Linked DNA regions of Xenopus tropicalis: region 2 is linked to region 1. The links are chromatin contacts, called in public Hi-C maps. All regions are on one chromosome and are shown on one strand. The core of a region is the stretch at or near the end of the contact, and the rest is flanking DNA. Distances in the headings are between cores, read along the strand shown. Region 1 holds the start of ckm (creatine kinase, M-type). Region 2 holds the start of mypop (Myb-related transcription factor, partner of profilin).

Evidence for each region. A called contact is a pair of places that touch in the nucleus more often than the background predicts.
Region 2: a Hi-C map of neurula embryo shows a contact between it and region 1, with 1.5 times the contacts expected there. The contact joins the promoter of mypop here to the promoter of ckm in region 1. A contact is called at or near these places in 3 of 5 Hi-C or Micro-C datasets (brain, gastrula embryo and neurula embryo).

What each region holds. Positions count from the first base shown.
Region 1 is chr8:70,816,437-70,820,382 of UCB_Xtro_10.0, reverse strand. ckm (creatine kinase, M-type) reads right to left here and starts at 2,103. Exons shown (of 8, transcript NM_204043.1): 1 at 2,085-2,103.
Region 2 is chr8:70,959,289-70,962,922 of UCB_Xtro_10.0, reverse strand. mypop (Myb-related transcription factor, partner of profilin) reads right to left here and starts at 1,769. Exons shown (of 3, transcript NM_001142037.1): 1 at 1,740-1,769.

The DNA of each region.
Region 1 (3,946 bases), core at 854-3,353:
GTGGCTGTGCTGTGAAACATGAGAGGAAAGAAAGGGGGTGGGGAGAGGTTTAAAGTTCTGAAAAGAGTACTGAAAGAGTAAAGGATGGTGCACGATACTTATCCTTGCCAAAGCCAAAGCAAGATAGACAGACAGACAAACAAACATGCAATCACTTTAAGTATCTGTCTATCATGGTAGGGCTTACCAATACTGAAGGGTTGAATGACCCATAAATCAACTGTCCCCAGTAAACAGATATTCCTATACTAGAAAGAGATTTTTGAATTCACTGACAGATGATCAGTTGTAGGGAAAGCTGCCTACTGGGGGACAGTCTTACTGAGATAGGGTTAAAGAGAGTAGGTCTTTCACAAGGTCCTAAGTGAAAGCATCTGAAAATTCATCAGGAAACCAGTTGTTTTGGAAAGAAAGATTTAGGAGCTTTGCAGCCATTCTTGCAGGTATTTTTTTTTTTTTACAAGGAATGGTTTAAGTCTCTTTAGGTTTATTTAACAGAAAAAGGATTTAAGTTCTGTAGCTCTGTTTAGCTGTGAGTTATTCAGACTTTTTAGGTCTAATAATTAAGCAGGCATAATTACCTTATTACATAGTTAACAAGGCATCCAAAACCGCATTTCACCAAAATCACTGTTCAGGCTATTAATTTTGGAGCTTCTGAGTTAAAGTTATAGGTCCCAATAAATGGGAAAGAATAAGGGCTCTTGCATTTGAACATTTACAACTTTGATTCCATGCATTGATTTTTGCCATCCACCACACGGGGATGTAAGAGTTAAATGAACCCATGCTTCTCTATGGGGACTGTACACACTGGAGCATACCGAGTCACAACATGCAGTAGTTCAGATAGACAGGATCTGAAAGACTAACCATTCTGGCACTGCACAACAGATTGTCGTAACAGTTACTAAATTATATTTGTACATACAACATTTTCTATATGCGCCACATTGATAGTGTGTGGTGTTGTCATATTTTATGTGTACAACTTAGGAGGAGCATTGCTCTAGTGGACTGACTTGAGGGCAAAAATGTAAATGCTCCACAAGTTTGCTGGTTAAGACTCTACAGATCTGCCTTACAAGAAAGTATACCTTACAAGCAAATAATGAAAGGCTCTAAAAGTCTACCATACAAAAAGGGTTGAAGAATTCCAAGATCTGTCCAAGATCTGTGTTAAATGCTCAAATGAGTTAAATCCTCATAAGATCTGTATTATTGTAACTATTTATAAATATTAAGGCTCTACGTCCTTTCCTTGCTTCATGCACTAAGGATGCCATCACTAATGCACAGGTCGTCACATATGAAGGGTCAGTAAAAGGTAGATATAACAGTGGTAAGCTCACTTCTGGTGGGTGCTAAGGAATAGTTGAGAAACCTACTGTAAACATTAATGAAAATGGTAACAGCTGTTTTGTACTTATTTATCAGCAAATACATGCAAAATTTACAATCATTTTAGTCTACAAAAAGAACATGTAAATGTTACTGCAGGGGTCTCCCTGATATAATTGCATCGATCAAGTATCATATACAGGGAAAGGTTTAATGCACTGCAGCCTTCACATAGGGACACAATTATATGGTCTGCAAGTGTCCTTCTTTGTACACTTTCTAGGCACTTGGTCTGCCCAGAGTTCTGCAGAAACCTACAGTTTGGTTTCCACACAATACTTTCTAGCTAGAAGGATATTACTTTTGTACGAAAAAAGTTGCATGTGTGGTTTATAAACTTATGCTTTGCAAGTATATTTTGCTAAAGGAAGATTTACATTCTATGAAGATATTAATGAGATGACGCTATAAATTTACCATTCTAAGTAAAAGTTATAGATGTGGAAGTCCTGTGCATTGTAGTTGGTTGGAGCCCCAATATATGTAAATTAAGAATTTATATCCTGCAACCAACCAGTTGATGTTGCATCTACCAAATCTAGGGGGCAAATGCCCTCTCTCCCAAACCCTAAAACTGGCTCTGGTTGTCTTTTGTTTGAGAATTTGCAGGTCTATTTTGGCAAAGAACAAGTTCACACACAACAAGGCTTTCCCCCTAACAGTAGAAGGGTAAAATGTATTACCTGCTTTAGAGACGGAGCAAACTTCAGGGTGACCCAACTAGCTCATCCAAATTCTATCTTATATAACCCTAAGTTGCTTTCAATTGGCCAGCTCTTTGAAGGTGTGAAATGTGTCACTGTGATGTCAAGACATCAACGCCTTCTCATTGGTTCCTATTATATCTGACTTGATGCCTTTATCTGGAGCACAAGAGCTCAGCTTTCTCACTATGGGTTATAATTAGAGAGTGGGTGGGTCAGTTCAGTAGTAGTACAGACAGAGGGAATTTTGGATCCTATCATACACTGGGTGACACGGTGAAGCAGAGAGAGAGGGGGAACTAGGAATTTCAATTTACCCATCTCAGTCAGGCAGAGACAGTGATAGAGTATGAAAAATCTAAAAGCCTGGCTGCTAAGCAGGGGGACAGATGTACAGACAGATAAGGTTTGGAAGATTCACCATTCTGATCAGTGTTACACTGAAAACTGAGTTGCCATTCTGCACTGGGTGATTCCAGGATATTACTAGTGTTACTGCACTGATGAAAATGCATGCTTTTCTTTACAGATGAGTGCTAAGGTGATCATATGTGCCAAGAATCAATCAGGTAATTTGGCCAATTCGACATTAGTCCCTGACCATCTGAGCATGTATTGTACCTAGATGATACCCAACGTACCATTCTGTGACTATCAAAGTTTGGTAATGTTTATAGTTCAATCTTACTGCCTGACTATCTGCACACACCGTCCAGGGTGCACCCAACAGAACATCCTGCTGATCAAAGGAGATCAATAGCTGATCGTTCGGATACAGTGACTGATGCAGAAAGCAGATACAAAGAGTTTTCTCTGGTTTAGTAAACTAGATGATCTGTTTGTTTTAAAACAGCCTAGCCTCTAAATGCTACCTGCTGATTGTCAGTCTCAACAAAGCAGTGCTATTTAAAGGAACAGTAACACCAAAAAATGAAAGTGTATAAACTTAACTAAAATGTAATGTGCTGCCGCCCTGCACTGGTAAAAGTTGTGTGTTTACTTCAGAAAGTCTACTATAATTTATATAAATAAACTACTATGTAGCCATTCAAAGGAGAAAAGGCACAGGCACATAGCAGATAACAGATAAAACACTATTGTATTCTACAGAACTTATCTGTTATCTGCAATGTAACCTGTGCCTTTTCTCCTTTTTTCCAGCTTGAATGGCTGCCCCCATGGCTACACAGCAGCTTATTATATAAATTATAGTAGTGTTACTGTAGCAAACACACCAGTTTTACCAGTGCAGGGCAACAGTGCATTATATTTGTATTACTTTAAAGCTCTTTCATTTTTTGGAGTTACTGTTCCTTTAACTGCAACACTTTATTTGGATAAAACTAAACCGCCTGTTTTGGGACCTGTGCCCTTTGTCAAAGCACTGTTTGGCTCTGCTTTCTTTTTTTGTGACCAATTACCAAGGGGTGACACAATGACAGATAGTGGAACAGTGTGAGCCCATTAACTCTATTTGATGCATAAGAAAGAGTGGCAATTTCTTTTTTGCATACTACCTTGCTACTGTTCTGTTTGTTTGGGTTAAGGCCCATCAGTCAGTGTAATATGACTACTTTAACCAATAAGTAACTTGCTACCATGTTCTTTTCTTAGGCAGCATGTTTGTGACAGCCTCTCACAACAGCTCGGAGGAAGTTGTTAGTTACAGCTGCTTATAACTCTTTTGAGCCTATGCCATAGTATGTCAGTTCCAGTGCAACATGAACCTTATGGTTGCATGTACTATTAACAAATTTACAAAATAATGCTTACTATGAGATATAATTTAAATAAACCATTTTCATGAAAATATACTGTTTAGTAATATTTATTACTATGTA
Region 2 (3,634 bases), core at 520-3,019, 140 kb before region 1:
AAAGTATATACATCTCTATGTACAGGGTACAATTGTGTTGAAAGAGGTTGTCCAGCCAAAAATATATTTTTTTCTTTCCATGATAAAAGAAAAAGTAGTTCTCAGCCACTCCAATAAACATCTAGTTTTTTAACGACAATTTGTAATTCAACTTCCAGCTGAAATAAGTTTTTTTTTTCAATTTGCCAGACTACAGAAAAATGTATTAGAAATCAACTCCTCTAGCTAAGACACCAGCACACTTCTGTTCTTTACTGCAGGTCTGTCAGTCACAGAATGTAAAAGGCATTGTGGAAATAGGAGTCTAAAAGGGAGTACGGATGACTAGCAGTACAATTTATATTTGGTACAAAGAAAATGGCATTGTAAAGGGCATAACTGATTATCAATTGCAGTCTCATCTACATATAACTATAAACTCACTGAAAAGTACATTGTAAAGTTACGGACATTTTGTTTAAATATGCAAAAGGAAAAAAACCCCAAGTACTGACATCTGTTATTAGATCACAATACATCCTCCTGCTAACACTGGCACATCCTCCCTTAAGCACCATGCATATATGTCGCAGGGGATTCCAACAGTTTTTACCACACATGTTAAAGAATATAGACACATCACCTTAAAAACATACACTGCAAAAAAGTAACTTATTAGGGCCAACTTTAGACCACTAACCCCCCCCCTCCCTTTAACAAGGTTGATGCGACAAGAAGTGATTTGTACATTACTCTGAAGCTGTTTGTGAGCAAAGTACACATACATAGTACATTTTAATGTCAGAGGACAGAGGGCGCATTTTGGCAGTTTATACAGTGCTGCCAGTAGCTCATTATAACTGCTGACTTACTGCTTGCTGTGGGCATGTAAAGTAGCTTCTATGGTAAAATAACAAAAAAATAAAACAGCCCTGCTGGTAAAGCTAGCTGAACTCCAAGCACTAAGGTATTTGGATGTAGTAGTTGCCCTATGCATACATTCAGCTATGGTACATGAATAAATCAATGAAACTACAAGAAGAATAAAGTCATTTGAAGTTGCAGCACCAGGCAGAGACTTGTTGGTGTACAAAGTGCACTCATGAGTTCAGAAGACTGTGGCCCCATTTGCTAAACTGGCGTCAGTTACAGCTGCTGTAACCCATAACAACTAATCAACTTTGTCAGCCTGGGGCAGTAAGACTAAGGAGAGCAAACATGGTTGCTATGGGTTACTGTGCTGGTGCAAATGGCACCTTTGTTAGTAAATGAGGAGCCTGCATACCCTAGGCAGTGAGAGGGAGGACGCAGCAGTGATACATTAAATACAGTTTGGAATTTTGTGGGCAGAGAAATTGGCTTCGGACACCTTTACACAAAGCCCCGTGTGTATAAAACAACAGCGTTTTCCCACAAGAGTTCCCTTTGTACAACAAGAAGTAAAATATCGTGTAAATTAAGCGACTACGGATACCGTTAAAGACCAAAATAGTGTTGGATAACAGAGTGCTCCAATGCCGAGGGCGGTGGAAGTACCAAACAGAGTGCGACAGTGCGTGTGGGTGCAGTTAGTAATGATTCCAAACGGGTACTGAATAAGGAGTTGTGAGCCTGCCAGGATTTAATGCTGCAGGAAAGTAAATACAGGGCGGGAAATATACTCATTGTGGGAATTGTGTGCATTGTACGAACCTTAGGGTGAATTCTATGCAATACTATAGAATGCGGGGTGTGCAGAGTATATTATTGCTAGGTCTCACCTATCTGCTGCCTCTTCTGCTCCACCTCTTCCTCTTCCTCTCCCCCCTTGTGCAGCCCTATGGGAAAACAGAGCATGCGCCTGGCGGCTTCACTTCAGCCACCCGCCTACTTCCTCTCCACTGTGCCTTCTACAAAGGATTCTGGGAAACAAGCGACAATAGGGAAAAAAAGCTCATTGCCTCGGCCAGTGAATGCTATTCTCTTATTGGCCAGCAGGTGGTAGCCTCGGATCGTACCGTTATGCGCTGGGTGTTTTCGGCTGCGCTCATCAGTTACTAGTAGCAAAGGGTGAATTTGGAGGACCAGATGTCAGAAAATGATCTTCTTGATGTGTACAAGAAAACAATCACAAATAGAACTGTTAATATATTTGGAATTCTGGAACATACTTTTCTTTGAACAGATTTCTTTTTTTTAATTTTCAACCTCAGCATTTTTTCCCTACTACTGTTCCTATTACTGTTCTTTGTCTGCATCTGTTAAATAATTATTCAGGATTTCGTTTTTATACAGTCTGTAGTTTCAAGTTTGGTATCTATTATCCAGAATGCTTGTGACACAGAGGTTTCTGCTAGTGATGAGCGATTTTTTTTTTGCGTCAAATTTTCACCGAAGTTTCAGAAAACAATTTGCCGTTGACAAAATGCGGAAATTTGCTGCGAATCCATGCCTGGTGAAAAAATTCGCTCATCACTAGTTTGCTAGTTTTTCTGTTATGCAGAGCATCATGCTTTAAAGGAGAAAGAAAGTTAAAAACTAAGTAAGCTTTATCAGAAAGGTCTATGTAATGGAAGGAGCCTCTAGGGATGGTTACTCAGGTATGCTAATGATTTCTGCAGAATAAATATAGTGTTCTAGGTGGCACTAATGTGACAAATCTATTGGCAGTAAAATGCCAAAATTACTTTCCTTCTCCTTTAAGGTTACTAAACATATTTAGAAATTCTTTTCCACCAACATGGATTTGCTGTCTTATTTCCAGGCACTTATTATTAGGTCTTATTATTACTGAAAAACTAGTTAAACATAGAGATTGTTTTAATTACACACTGGGACATAAAATAGGGCACTGTGAAACTGCACTGCTGTATTAAGGGCCTTTGGGATAATAGCTTGCCAGCTAAATTGATCTCATGCATGTACAGGTATGGGATCCATTTCCCAGAAACCCATTATCGAGAAAGTTCCAAATTACAGGTAGGCTATCTCTTACAGACTCCAGACTAAATAAATTACGTGTTTTCTCTATAATAATAAAACAGTGCCTTGTACCTAATCCCGACTAAGATATAATGAATCCTTATTGAAGGCAAAACAACCGTATTATTTAATGCTTAAAAGATTTTTCATAGACAAAGTATGGTGATTCAAATTACAGGAAGATCCCTTATCCAGGTCATGAGCATTTTGGATAACAGGTTCCATACCTGTATAAAGAATTCAGAATTTTCTACTATGCAGATGAACCTATACGTAAGGGGGGGATAACTATGAGTTCAATAGGCCAAGGATGGGTCCAGTTGCACCTGATTTCCAGTTTGCACACTCCTAGGCTGGCCACCTTACATTGCGCCCTGCCCTCCATCCCGCCCCACACTCATATGCACATACGCATGCGCAGCAGCTTCTCTCCTTCCTATCACCCACCACTGCCCCTTGTCGCTTGTGCTTCTCCTCTGGACCCAGAGCACTGAGGAATTAGCTCGCAAGAGAATTAAACAAATCTCCTGCTCACCTATTTCCCCAGTGCTCTGGGAATAAAAAAAAAGGCGGCTGAGCAGCATGCTGCCCCTAAAATCACACCACCCTAGGCCAAACCTCCCAACATTTGAAAAATGTAGAGATGGACAAAAAGAAATGCCACACATAGCACTGCATTAATATGCATAGAGAG